Linked DNA regions of Mus musculus: all the other regions are linked to region 2. The links are chromatin contacts, called in public HiChIP or PLAC-seq and promoter capture Hi-C maps. All regions are on one chromosome and are shown on one strand. Each heading gives the region's core, a stretch centred on a gene start, on an enhancer-like site or on the middle of the called end of the contact. The rest is flanking DNA. Distances are from core to core; before and after follow the strand shown. Region 1 overlaps Washc5 (WASH complex subunit 5). Region 2 holds the start of Mtss1 (MTSS I-BAR domain containing 1). Region 3 holds the start of Rnf139 (ring finger protein 139).

Region 1 (4,128 bases), core at 910-3,409, 250 kb before region 2:
TGGGGAAGGGAGGCACAGTGTTGACTGAATTCTACCTTGGCCTCTTCCCACCAAGTGCTCACAGGCACTCTGTCCACCTGTTCATATTGGTGGGACCGACTAGAGGTGGGACACTGAGTCTTCGGATTAGAAATGAGCCTCACTCAGACCCTTTGACTATTAAATGTTTTCTCGAAGACTTTGGTTTCCCAGGTCATTTTTAGAAACGCTGTAGTTTCAACTTTTACTTTAAGGTTTATGAACCATCCACGTTATTTCTCGCCTCCAGTGTAAAGTGGGGGCAGGTTCATCCTCTTCCCTTTCCCCACCCTAAACTCCACCCCCTCCTCAGCATAGCCACGCAGGCAAGATTTTACACAAGTTCCAAGTGGGCAACCAAAGCGTGGTGTTGGGGCACATCTGTGCCACCCTTCTTCCACTCAGTTGACCTCAGCAGATTCTGTCCTCACCAACACTCAGAACTGTTGTTACACACAAGTTTAAAGCATTTCACCCAGATTTTAGCTGAGTTTACTGAGTAAGATGCTTCTGGGTATCTAGAATACCATGCTGCCATTAACTGATGTCAATTGGAGGTGATTTCTGTTTTCTTATTCACATTAATGTACATCTTAAATCTCTACCATAGAGGTATGAATAGTGCAAAACAAAATCAACAGTAATGATAAAAACTAAGTCTTTAGACTGTTAGAATGTCCTACCAACCCCACAGCTAGATTTAGAGGTAGCCCAGAACTACTGTTTCCTTAAAATAGTCTCCTGCCAGCAGTGATGATATTGATGAGGGCTGATATTTAGTGGACACTGTCAAAAGCAAGTAATTCACTGGGTATTGTAACTTGTTCCCTCACAGGCATGGTCTGCCGGAAGCCTGCCGACCCTGTTGACTGGCCACCGCTCGTCCTAGGTCTGCTCACGCTGCTGAAGCAGTTCCACTCCCGGTACACCGAGCAATTCCTGGCACTGATTGGCCAGTTTATTCGCTCCACAATGGAGCAGTGCACAAGGTACAGAGGGCCAGTCAGAAATAGTGGAACTTAATGCCACAAAGAGGGACTGCGACCTGTCAGGACAAATGCCTCTCATCACTGTCCTGACAGGACTGGCGATGATGCTTGAGGTCTCCAAACAAGTCAGGACAAGGAGCGAGCACCAGGTGCTCCTCCTGTGCTCCCCGCCAGGAAATGCCCTGTCGTTCTTCTGGCCGGGGCTGTGTAAGCCTGGGTCTTGGTGGAGATAGGAGACATGGTGAGAAGGCAAGCAGACCTGTGCCTCTGCCATGCTGGTTCCATCTCTCTTCATTCCTGCTCCTCTGCCTCTAAGACATGGAAGGAAGTGATACCTCAGTTTCATGGCCAGGCAAGTCTTTGTTAATGGTGTATAACAAAACAGGAATCGCAAGGTGCTGTTAGAGAACAAAACGTAAACCTTCAGTTTCTGCAAGCGCTATCTATGCTCCCTTCTGTTCACTTGTGGGGTTTCTAGGATAGAACAAAACAAACAAAAGTCATGGCCCTAGGACACTGTGTCAGCTCCACTCCGTGCTGCCTGAAAGGGTCAGCCTAGCTGAACATGAAGTTAGCGGATTGCCATTTGGTTATTTTTGCCCACATAGCAGATCATTCTGCTATGCTATGACCTTGTATGCATCAGCTAAGAGCTCTGAAGCTGAGCCCTCCTTTGGCTTCTCAAGACATTGTCTCACTGTTTCCCAGCCCGGCCCTGAATTTAGTCTGTAGCCCAGGTGGACATTGTATTTGAAATTTTCCTGCATCTGCCTTCAGAGTAGATGGGATTGCAGGTCTGCTACACCAGTCCCAGCTACTCATTTACTTCAAATGGGTGTGCAAACAAATGTAGCTGAAGGCCGAGAGGATGGGGATGTGTGGGCGTTGACAGGCATTGATTGTCTCATGGAGTCTGAAGGACATCAAAGGGAGATAGATGACTCTAGAGTGTAGACCTGTCTGTCCAGACTCTAGACAGACAGCAAGACCAAGTTATAAGCCAGAGGCGAGGTTACGATTGGCTTTGCTTTTCTCTAATTACACCTATTAGCCTGTGTGTGTACACATTATGTACATGTTCCACTCACTGCAAGCATGTGGAGGTCAGAAGACAGGCTTTAGGGAGCCAGTTCTCCTTCCTTCACAGGTTCTGGGCATGGAGCCAAGGCCATCACCCTTAGAGGCAGGTGCCTTTACCCCTGACCTACCTACCAGCTCCTTGTTAGCTTGTTTCCTGTAGGATTGGTTCCTAAATAAGAGCAGGTTAATTACTTCATAGGAATCAAGAGGGTGCCCTGTGGGTTTGTTAGACTTGGTGTACTGCTCAAGGAAGGATGTGTTAACATAACAAAGCAGCTAGCTGACCCAGACTTCTTTTACAGCCAGAAGATGCCTGAAATGCCTGCAGATGCTGTGGGCGCCCTTCTCTTCCTGGAGGATTATGTTCGGTATACAAAACTCCCCCGAAGGGTAAGCCCTCGACAGGAAACGATGACAGTGATGACATACCCAAAGCTGTTAGAAAAGAAGTCCTGTAGGCTGCCTCAGCCCTCCACGGCTGCGCCCTGACGTCCGCTGCACAGGTCTTCCTGTGAGTGAGTTCCAGGACAGCCAGGGCTACACAGAGAAACCCTTTCTCGAAAAACACAAAAAACAAGAGAGAGGTGAAACAGGAACTATTAACTATAAACCAAAAAAAGTGGACATTTCCTTGATACTGTTGTGTTCAGAAGGGAGATGGGTAGATATTAACAGGCAGTTTTAGTAAAGTACAAGCAGGATAAGCATTTGGGGAAGGCTCGGCCCTACTTATATCCAGGTGCAAACCAAGCTAGACTCCCAAGTGAGAGACATGGGGCTCTGGGCTCTGGGCTCTGGGTTTGGAAGAGTTTATTCTCCATGATGTGAATGGGAAAATAGCAACCTCTGTCTTTAAGGGGAATTTAGCTTTGTGCTTTAAAGCTTCAATGGTGTAATCACCCCAGAGTCCCAGAAATGCACTGGTAGGAATTTACTTGCTAGAGATTAACATACACAATACAAAAGCATGCCGATGTTTCCTAATCCATGTACAAGGGTATACCTAGATTTTGCAAAAGTATCATGAGATTGCAAGGTCCATCAGCCTTTCCCATGATGAGCTGAATCCAGTCTTCTTGTCTTGTTTCTGGTCTCCTATCTCATGATTAAGTCTCTCTTTAAATGTCTTTAATACAATATTTATGCACATTCTGTCTCTTCCCTCTCTCTCTCTCCTCTCTCTCTCTCACACACACACACAGTGTTTTGCAAATGTTTCTCTAGCTCACAGAGATCACCTGTTCCATTCCCCCACCTCACCTCCATGCCACCCTCCTCCTCCTCCTCCTTTTCCTCCTCCTCAAAGCAGTTAAGGAATGCAGGCCTTTCCAGACCTTCCTGTTTTCCTCTGGCCTCTGGGTTTCTCCTTTGTCTCTCGTTGGCATACTCCCAGATCCTAGTGCCATTGGGAGCAAAGCCTGCTTGTAGAGGCAGTGGGCCTCCCCCCTCAGGTGTTGTCATGTGCACAGTAAGGAAACATTAAAACCAGCTACCAGCAATGAAAGGGTTGTCTCGTTTCCCTATGCGCCTCAGCTCCTTCCAGTGCTTCACCTTCCTCCAACAGACATTTTCACCTCTTGAATTCCCTCTGTAAAACTGAATTTCCTGAGCGCCAATGATGTGGTTTCACTTCTGCTTACTATTCCAGGTGGCTGAAGCCCATGTGCCTAACTTCATTTTTGATGAATTCCGAACAGTCCTGTGACTTCTTTCTCCTGCTCCAGTGACAGGATGTTCTATGACTAGAATGAACTTGGACGTGAGAAAGATACTTGACTCCTCATGCAACGTGCATTTTCCTCCTCTGTGGGAACCAGCCATTCTAAGGAAAGTGGCTCTCAACTGTCTAAATCATGGCATCGTAAGGAATTTTTATCATGTAGATGCAGAACTGTTTTGTACTTGCCTCTTTTAAATGCTCAGTATAACTGATGGATGAAGCCATTCCATCTTATGTTCTAAGGATCTGTTTGTGCAACTCCAGACCTTCAGTAAAACAGCATTGCTAGTACTGAGTTGCCCTGCTTGTGATGAAAACGGA
Region 2 (4,138 bases), core at 725-3,224:
TAGACTGAAACCCTGGCTCAAAAATCTCAAACACAAAACATGGGGGCTAGCATGTAATTCTCAGTTGGTGCAGTGTTTGCCTAGCAGAGAGAAAGCAATGCCCTGGATCCCCTCCCTCACCCAAAACTGGATAGTCTCATGGAGGTGGGCGTCTGTAATTCTCGGGGGAAGCCTTCCACACAGCCCCTTTCAAAGAACTTAGTGTTGGTCTTAAGAGAGGACAACTAAGTCAGTACTGAACCCGGTTGGAGCTTAGGGGGAAAAGGAACCAAGAAGTGGGTAGGGGCAGTTGAGGGATATTGTTTGGAGTTTGGCAGAAAGGCAGGTCCAACTTCTTCCACCAACAAAAACAAGGACCTTCAATTAGCTGTAGTGCATAAAGTTGCAGAATGCACTCTGCGGTGACCACATGCCAACACTGCAGGCTTGCAATAGGTGATCTGAAGCTAGATTGCACTTGATTCTTGGCCTGGCCTACTTTTATTGAGGATTTCCTGAGTGTTGACTTCCCTTGTATCAAATACCACTTGAAGCATTTTCACTTATTAGCTCGTGCAATGCTTAAGACAGCTATCAGGTAAGTACCACCATCACTCCTGGTTACCAAGGAGAACACTGTGGCCCAGAGGGCTCAGATAACTTACTCAAGGCCACAGGGTTCATGGGTTGTAAAATGGAGCTTGTACCAGCCAGTCCCGTGACTTGGATCATTATAATAACAGCGACATTAACATAAAAAAAAACAATTCCGGAGAACACAGCACGTGTCAAGTACTAATATGGGCAAGGTGCAGGTGAGGTATTTGCAACTGAATCTCCTTAAGGGCCGGAAGCAGCAGGGTTGCTGCACAGAAGTGACTTACAGAAGGTTTGGCCTCTCCAGATGTCAGGGAGAGTGACCTGAAGGAAAATACAAACATCAGTGTTCTGTGCAGAGTTCCCTACATTCTTTTGATCAGTGTTGAAAGAATGACTTACTAAACTGAGTTAATTGGGACTACAGCATTTGACAGGATCCTTTTGGTCAAGCTCGACACGGGTTCCGTTGACTCTTGCAAACGGTTCAATTAGGTGCTTTAAGATCGTTTACAAGTTGCCCATTTGATCCCCTACCAGACACCGGAAGACGTCAGAATAAGTGCTCCTGGCTACGGAGTTAGGCAGAGATGCTAGGGACACATTTATCAAGCCCACCTCAGTCTTTGGTGCCCTTTTTAAAAACTTCTCAAGGGGGTTTTCTGTGGCTATGGCAACCCTGGCTGGAAAACCATCAGCATTCCAGCCATATGCAGCCAACGATCTGTACAGACAGATGGGCAAGTGATTAGGAACCCTGATGCCCTTTGCGTTCGCTCAGCCTCAGCAGATCAATCTAGCGCCCTGCAACTTTCTGGAACTCAGCATCCCACCGCAGGATACTCTTCCCAGACTCTCCCTAATCTTGTAGCTGGCTCCCTGCAGCCGTGACTCGGGCGTTGCAGTCCTGACATCATCGAAGAGGCCTCTTCTCCAGAGGCTGCAGCAGCGACAGCAGTAACAGCTTTCCCGCCTCACTGGTCGCTCACCAGGTGCGGGGCGCAGCGCTCAACGTGCCGACCTTGCAGGTCCCTCGAGGGGCGGGGCCGGAGGTGCAGCGCGGCTTCCCTGCACGCTAGCTGCCATTGTGGGCGGCTGGGCGCTCACTCGCCCTCTCCACTCAGAGACCCTCGCCGCACGAGGCGCTCTGAACGTCCGGGAGACGCACACCGGGCTCGCCTACCCTCCCGCCAGCTCCTCCTTGCAGCAGGCGCTCTGCACGCCTCTCAGCCAGCGCGCGCTCCCAGCCCCGCCCTCGGGCGGCTCACGCACGAGCCGCGGGCGCGCGCCTCCCCCGCGCTCCCGCGCCAGACGGTCGCGAGCGCGCGTGCGCTCCTCGCAACATCCCCGGGAGCACCGCCAGAGCGAGCGCGGGGCCGGGCGCACAGGAGTAAAAAGGAGGCGGCGGCCGCGTCTGCGAGCAACAGATCCGGGCGACGCGAGCTGACCTCGTCTGCTGCTGCCCTTTTTCGTTCTCTCTTTCTTTATTTTGGAGTTTCAGAAAAAAATTATATTTGGAAGACATTTTTTTTTTTTTCGTAAATGGCGCTGGCCCCGGGTCAGCGGGCGGTTTTCTCTGCACCAAGATGGGCTTCGCCTTTTCCGTCGTGGGCACTCTTGGTGGCTTGATTGTCAGTCTTCTCCGGGCATTTTTGAGACCAGGAGCCGAGCACTGCACATAGGTGACTCGCCCTCCGGAGCGGCTGGGCGTCTTGGATTGGGACTTGGGGGGGCAGAGTGCAGTAAATTGCGAGCACCGCGTGCTCTCTGCAAAACCGGCGGCGAGCCGGAGGTAGGTCGCTCCCAGGGTGAAACCGCTCCCGGGCTGAGCGAGCCCGGCCCCGTGCGCAGTGCAGCCGCCCCGAGAGCGTGTCCTGTCCCCGCCGCGCCGGGAAAATGGAGGCTGTGATCGAGAAGGAATGCAGCGCGCTTGGAGGCCTCTTCCAGACCATCATCAGCGACATGAAGGTAGGACGCTGGGGGCGCGGCTGCTCTGACCTCGCCGCGGGGCTTCCCCTCCACCGCGGCCGGCCTGGCCCTCGCCGGCGCTGCCGGCCACCTGCGGGAGCTCTGGCGACCCGGGTGTCACCTTCTTACCCGCCGCACTGCTCCGGCTGTGCTGGGTCACTGGGCAGGCGACTTCCCGGGGGCTAGTGGGGGAGAGTCTGATGCCACTTACCAACCCCTGCATTCATAATCCCAGGGGGCGACACCATCTTGTTCCTTTGGGGGTTTAGGGCCCTAGTTCCAAGTTTTCCATTGTCTGTCCCTGGACTGAGTGTCTGCGACCCGTGGAGGATGGACGCCCTGGAGGACACCTGACTCCCTGGGTTTGGGGTGGAGTGCTTGGCGCGGTGGTGGAGCGGTAGTGGGGGCCCCTGCTTGGCTGCAGGAAAGAGTCTTCCGGCCTGGGAGATTGGGTGGCAGGGTTGTTACAAGCTTGGCTTTCAGGTCTACCTGGAGTAGGGGAATCTGAGCAAATTAGTTATTAATTAGTCTGTTCCAGAGCTGCTGATGGTGTTCCTTGCATTCCCCATACCCTCCCCCGGGGCTTGGCGCAGAAGTTCCCAGGGACCCCGAGCCTGAGAGGCTCACAACAGGAAGGCAAGGTTGAGGTTTCCAAAACTACTATACCCAGCTCTCTCAAACACACATCCACACCCCACTCTTCTCTGGGAAGGATTGTGTGTGCGTGTGAGTGCGCGCGAGTGTGTTGGGGGCGGGGAACAACCCTAGCCTTTTCCTGCAAAGGGTGGGACTGGAGATAACCTGATCCTCGATTGTGGGTTTTCTGGTGCTCAGAGGTACACCGTGACTTAGGTTACCCACCCTAATAAGATAGAAGCAGTTCCAGGAGCTGCCTGGAAGTGGGAATTGGGGGCGGTAGTGGGGGGCATTTTTTTCCAGTGTATTTAGGGAGCTTCTCTTTGGCTCGAGGCCAGCCCCAGTCTGCCTCAACAGATCCGGGGAGGTGGTGTTTAATTAAGCGCTCGGCTTCCAAAAGAGTGGGCAGGTTTGGAAAGCTGTGTTGGCGAGTGGGTGTGGACAGCCCCTCTTCAGCCGCTGCCTGGCGCCTGGGGAAGCTTTTGTCTGATGAAGTGTAAGGTTTGGAGAGGCCGTGGGCCTTCGCCATGGACTTTGGGGAGGAATGTTCAGCTGTCATGCCTGCCTCCTCCTTTTAGAACCAACTGTCACCTCATCTAGTGTGAACTTTGCCAAGGTGCCTGGTTGGTCCCCCTCAGGTCCATTTTGCAAGCCTACCAAGCTCGTGCCTTTTGTCAGAAATCCTTGTAGCCTAATCTGTAGCCAGAGCCTGCTCGCCCAGGAATGCCTCTAATCCAGTGGTTTGGAATTAGATGGATTAGTCTCTTCAAAGACAGCCCCTTTCATTCCTTTGCCCTCAATCCACATTGAATTATCGAAGTGTTCTTTTGAACAAAGATTGATGCCCCTGCTTGGACTCTGGTGTTTATTGTTAACTTAAATTTCACCCACTTTACTAGAGTCAAAACAAGATTTGGTTTGAGGCACACACACTGTATGTTGTGATGTGCAGAGGAGT
Region 3 (3,801 bases), core at 1,050-3,549, 190 kb after region 2:
ACCTTGGACCATCTTTAGCCCAAGTCAGAGAGATCTAACATCCAGTGACTAACATACAAACCTTTTGGAATATACTAACTTAAAGCCTTAGTTCCCAACAGCCAGAGCTCTAGAGTACCTTCTTCTACAGACAGCATCCTGGGTCTATAACAAGAACCTTTCAGCTTTGCTTTCACCTACCTACTTAACATTCCACTAATGGTTTTTAAAGTGTTGTGTTATAAAACTTTTATCAAACTGTTACCATGTTGAACATGGAATTTGGGGTAACGTCAATCAGTGTTCATGGGCCACAGTCAATCAGATTTGGTTTCAGAATAAGCTATCTCTTATCCCATTTGAGATGAGTTGTGTTTTTATGTTGACAATACCATCATTGTTTTTATAAAGGTAGAGAAAACAAAACTACAGACTCGTGAAATGGAGCTCTTCCTGAAATTCTCAAATACAAAACTTCTGTGAAGAAATAAAGTATAAGGAGTGGGCGGGGGAACACTGACTTTCTTAAATGTTTTTACCGTAAGTGACTTAAGAAAACTCCTTTCTATAAATCTACCTAGTGTCGAGTACTCCAACAGGAAATGCATTAAATCCTCAGGTCCCCCCAAAGTTGCCAGAATCTGCGGTTATTATGCCATGAAGACATTCAAGGCAGTGGCTGTATGTACTATCTCTGAGATGACTATGCAGACTCCTCTCGAACACAGAGAATGGTGGAAGTGGCTTTAATAAAGAAGAGCAGAACGACTAACTTGTATCCCCAGTAGATGACACTAAGCCCTGTGCTTGAAGAGTATCACCACCACTTTTTCTTTCTTGTTAACTTTAAGGTGAGCACTGCGGGGTCACAGCGCTGGGTACTGCATCTCCGCACACTGAGGAAGAACAAAAGGGAACCATCCCTGAACACCAGAAGCCTTTCTAACGCTCTGGCAAACACCAGCTGTGCACCAGAAACCAAACACCTAACTTCTCCAACCTCATTTCCTCACCTGTAAAGTCTAAATAACACGATCCACCTTTGAGGAGTGACCGACGGATTAGGTAAAACCTGTGAGAATGCTTTCTAGCAGACAAATGTAGAAGAGTTACTGCCAAGAACAAAACTGCTTCTTTATTGACGCTCCTTTTCTGGGAGAATAAGGCAGCAGAGGCGCTCGCACTTCTCAAGGTCTTGGTCAGGACCTCACTACCAGGTACCCGCACCCCCAACCTTTCAATAGCAAGAACCCACCTAAAAACTCATCGTAATGATCTCATCAACAAAACCTGCCAAGCTGTAATTATCTGGAAAAGATCTCTTTATGTGTTTCTCACTTCTGGTATGTAGCACAGAGAGAAATAGAAAGTGAAATATAAAATACTTTTAGCACTCAATCCATATGAAATGAAGACTGATCTTTCTAGTCTCCCACAGATGTCTCATCACCCTGGGATGGTAAGCTTTCATAGTCACATCCAACACCTTATTATTTACTCATAGAAAGAGTTTAGGGGTTCGTTGTAAGTATAACCTTCCTCGCGGTGACTTTTGGAAATGGTTTCAAGGACTGACATTCATGGCTTGAGTGGCCATTTACCTCAAGTACTTCACGATCCGGTGGACTCCAAGACACAGAAGTGACAACGTATTCTGCACTGTGAAATGGGTAGACAGGGGGCTCAAGCTCTGGCTCAAGTCCAAGGTCACACACGGCGAGACCCGGAGAGCTGTTTTTCCAGGGCTGTCGCATAGGACGCTGGAAGCCAGCAGTCATTCCCCAAGAGAAACAGCAGACAGACAGCCGCATGCTCACACAGCCGTGCTTTCTCCTCGCCCATCCAGGTGCCAACCGAGCAGGGCACAGACCCGCCAGCACCACTCAGCTGTCAACGCTGGCACGAGTACCACGGGTCCCCGCACCCCCGCCAAAAGGCCCTCTGGGGAACCAGACCGTGGTTCCCCAAGCCGCGTGCCACCAGTGCCCTGCCGTTCCCGTCGGCCTGGGAGAGGGCACGCCTCGGCCAGCGGGCTAGCCCTACGCCGTCCTTACCAAGGAGCCGGAGAAAGATCTGAAGCCCGATGCAGAACCGGCTTTGGCTGGAATCGTAGTAGGAGTTGAAGATGGCGTCGATGATGTAGAGGCAGGGCACCCGGAGCGCCACTTCGAGCGCCGCCCAGACCTGCTGCTGGGCCATCCGCACCTGCTGCTGCGGGGGCCCCACCGCCGCCATGAGCCGCTGCCACACCGGGGCTGGGCGGGCCGGGCCAGGCAGGGCGGCGCGGGGGAGGCCCGGGGCCGCGGCCGGGGCGGGCGCCGACGAAAGTGGCTCCGCCCCCGGCCGCCTCCTGTCCTGTGTCCCGGCCCGGCCCGCCCCGCCGCCCGCTCGCGTCCCTCGGTGGAGCAGGGGGCGGCGGCAGCGGCTGCCGGGAGGCCTCGGGGCGTCGGTGTTTCCGGCCGGCTAGGGTCTGGCTCCTCCTCCCTCCAGCGCCTCCCCCGCCAGCGGAGCCACCATCTTGACCCCGCCTGCCTCGGCCGTTGCTGCCGTTGCGAGGCCCCCGAGGCGGCGCCCGCGGTCACTCGAGAACGCGGAGCCGGCGCCGCGGCCCTGCGTCACAATCCGGCGCGCCGCGCAGCGTCAGCACGCGGGGCCCGGCGAGCCTCGAGCGTTGCCATGGTCCCCGCCCGCTTCGGCTCGCCTAGCCTCGCCTCGCCTCGCCGCGGGGTGGCGCTCGCGTCGCCGGCCCGCCGCGTCCCAGCGCCCGAGCGCCTGTGAGTGGCTGCCCCTCGGTGTTGGCGTGCCCCGAGCGTGGGATGCTGGGCTACTGCGCACCGACAGTGTTAAATGTCTAGTAGAGCCCAGTGAGTGTCCCTTGAACTCGCCTCGTCCTGCTTGGGAGATGAAAAGCTGGAGGACGCCGCCCTGCCTACCTGCCTCTCCCCACCCAGAGGCCAGGCCTGAGGAATGGCAGGGGAAATAACCTGCGAGGCTGCACAGGGCGATCCCAGCCAGACTTGGCACTGGCCTTGAGTTGTTAGGTGTTGCCAAGAAAAACACACTCGCATCTGTTTACACATCTCCCTCCCTGTCCCCGTGGACGGTCATGCACATTTTATTAATGGCTTCGGAGCCTGACTTACGAGCAAGAACCCAGAACTCTCTGAGGTCTTTGATTTATCCTTGTCCTGGATAAATCCTTAATCAGAGTTGAGCGCATTCTTTCGCCGCTCTTTCTTGCCTATCAGTGGAATTGGTATGACCTGGCTGTTGTTTCTCTGTTCCTTCTCCAGCAAAGGAAGAGAGTAAGGTCAGAGGCTGAACTGTAGACTTAGCTGTTTTGGTTTAAGGAACACAAAATCGCAAACCAGGAAGCCTGGTTGACTTGGGCTCCTAGCTCAAAGCGCACAAGCCAGTTTACAGCAGGACTCTAGAAGTTGGACCTCCCTTCCCACTCCACCCCACACCCGCACAGGGAGGAGGTCTGTAAATAAAATTATCAGACTTTAACAGAACCCTTTTGGGGGAAGGTGTTTGGAGCAGGAAGATGGCACCTCCACCCAGTTTTGTGGTTTGGGCTTTGTTTGCTCACTTTCCCCTCTTCCATCTGTATACGAGGCACTGTAGGCCCCGGTTTTCTTTTACCAAAGCCTCTATATCAGCTATTACGATAGGCATTTGCTCTACCTGTTTTATCAAGGTTGAGACTGGTTTAGATAAAACGAATTGCAAGATCACAAAGGTGCTAACAGGTGGGACTGTGTATGCCCCAGACCAACAAGAATCAAAACCAGAGTTTGAACCTAATGGTATCTTAAAGCT

What was found. Promoter capture Hi-C pulls out the DNA fragments that hold promoters and counts their contacts. HiChIP or PLAC-seq counts read pairs in DNA pulled down with a chosen protein or histone mark.
Region 1: a contact with region 2 is called in a promoter capture Hi-C map of embryonic stem cells, with 2.7 times the contacts expected there. The contact joins the enhancer-like site here to the promoter of Mtss1 in region 2. A contact is called at or near these places in 5 of 39 promoter capture datasets (the C10 cell line, the HPC-7 cell line, cranial neural crest and 2 more), 2 of 484 Hi-C or Micro-C datasets (CD4 T cells and bone marrow-derived macrophages), 14 of 115 datasets of contacts at active chromatin or transcription factors (bone marrow-derived macrophages, embryonic basal ganglia, embryonic forebrain and 7 more) and 1 of 9 other capture datasets (adipose tissue).
Region 3: an H3K4me3 HiChIP or PLAC-seq map of embryonic stem cells shows a contact between it and region 2, with 18 read pairs. The contact joins the promoter of Rnf139 here to the promoter of Mtss1 in region 2. A contact is called at or near these places in 5 of 39 promoter capture datasets (the C10 cell line, the HPC-7 cell line, cranial neural crest and 2 more), 7 of 484 Hi-C or Micro-C datasets (CD4 T cells, CD8 T cells, cerebellum and 2 more), 6 of 115 datasets of contacts at active chromatin or transcription factors (the SCID.adh cell line, bone marrow-derived macrophages, effector CD8 T cells and 3 more) and 2 of 9 other capture datasets (adipose tissue and liver).

Annotation. Positions count from the first base shown.
Region 1 is chr15:59,331,967-59,336,094 of GRCm38.p6, reverse strand. Washc5 (WASH complex subunit 5) reads left to right here. Exons shown (of 29, transcript NM_153548.3): 27 at 854-1,007; 28 at 2,390-2,477; 29 at 3,736-4,098. The coding sequence ends at 3,792. Among named protein-coding and RNA genes, the nearest start is that of Sqle, 19 kb to the right of the region's middle. Within about 2 kb of position 2,159, at least 27 of the 459 cell types and tissues checked have an H3K27ac peak or open chromatin away from gene starts, as enhancers often do.
Region 2 is chr15:59,079,862-59,083,999 of GRCm38.p6, reverse strand. It overlaps Mtss1 (MTSS I-BAR domain containing 1), which reads left to right and starts at 1,974. Exons shown (of 15, transcript NM_144800.2): 1 at 1,974-2,544. The coding sequence starts at 2,473.
Region 3 is chr15:58,887,727-58,891,527 of GRCm38.p6, reverse strand. It overlaps Rnf139 (ring finger protein 139), which reads right to left and starts at 2,299. Exons shown (of 2, transcript NM_175226.4): 1 at 2,034-2,299. The coding sequence starts at 2,214. It also overlaps a transcript of Tatdn1 not described here.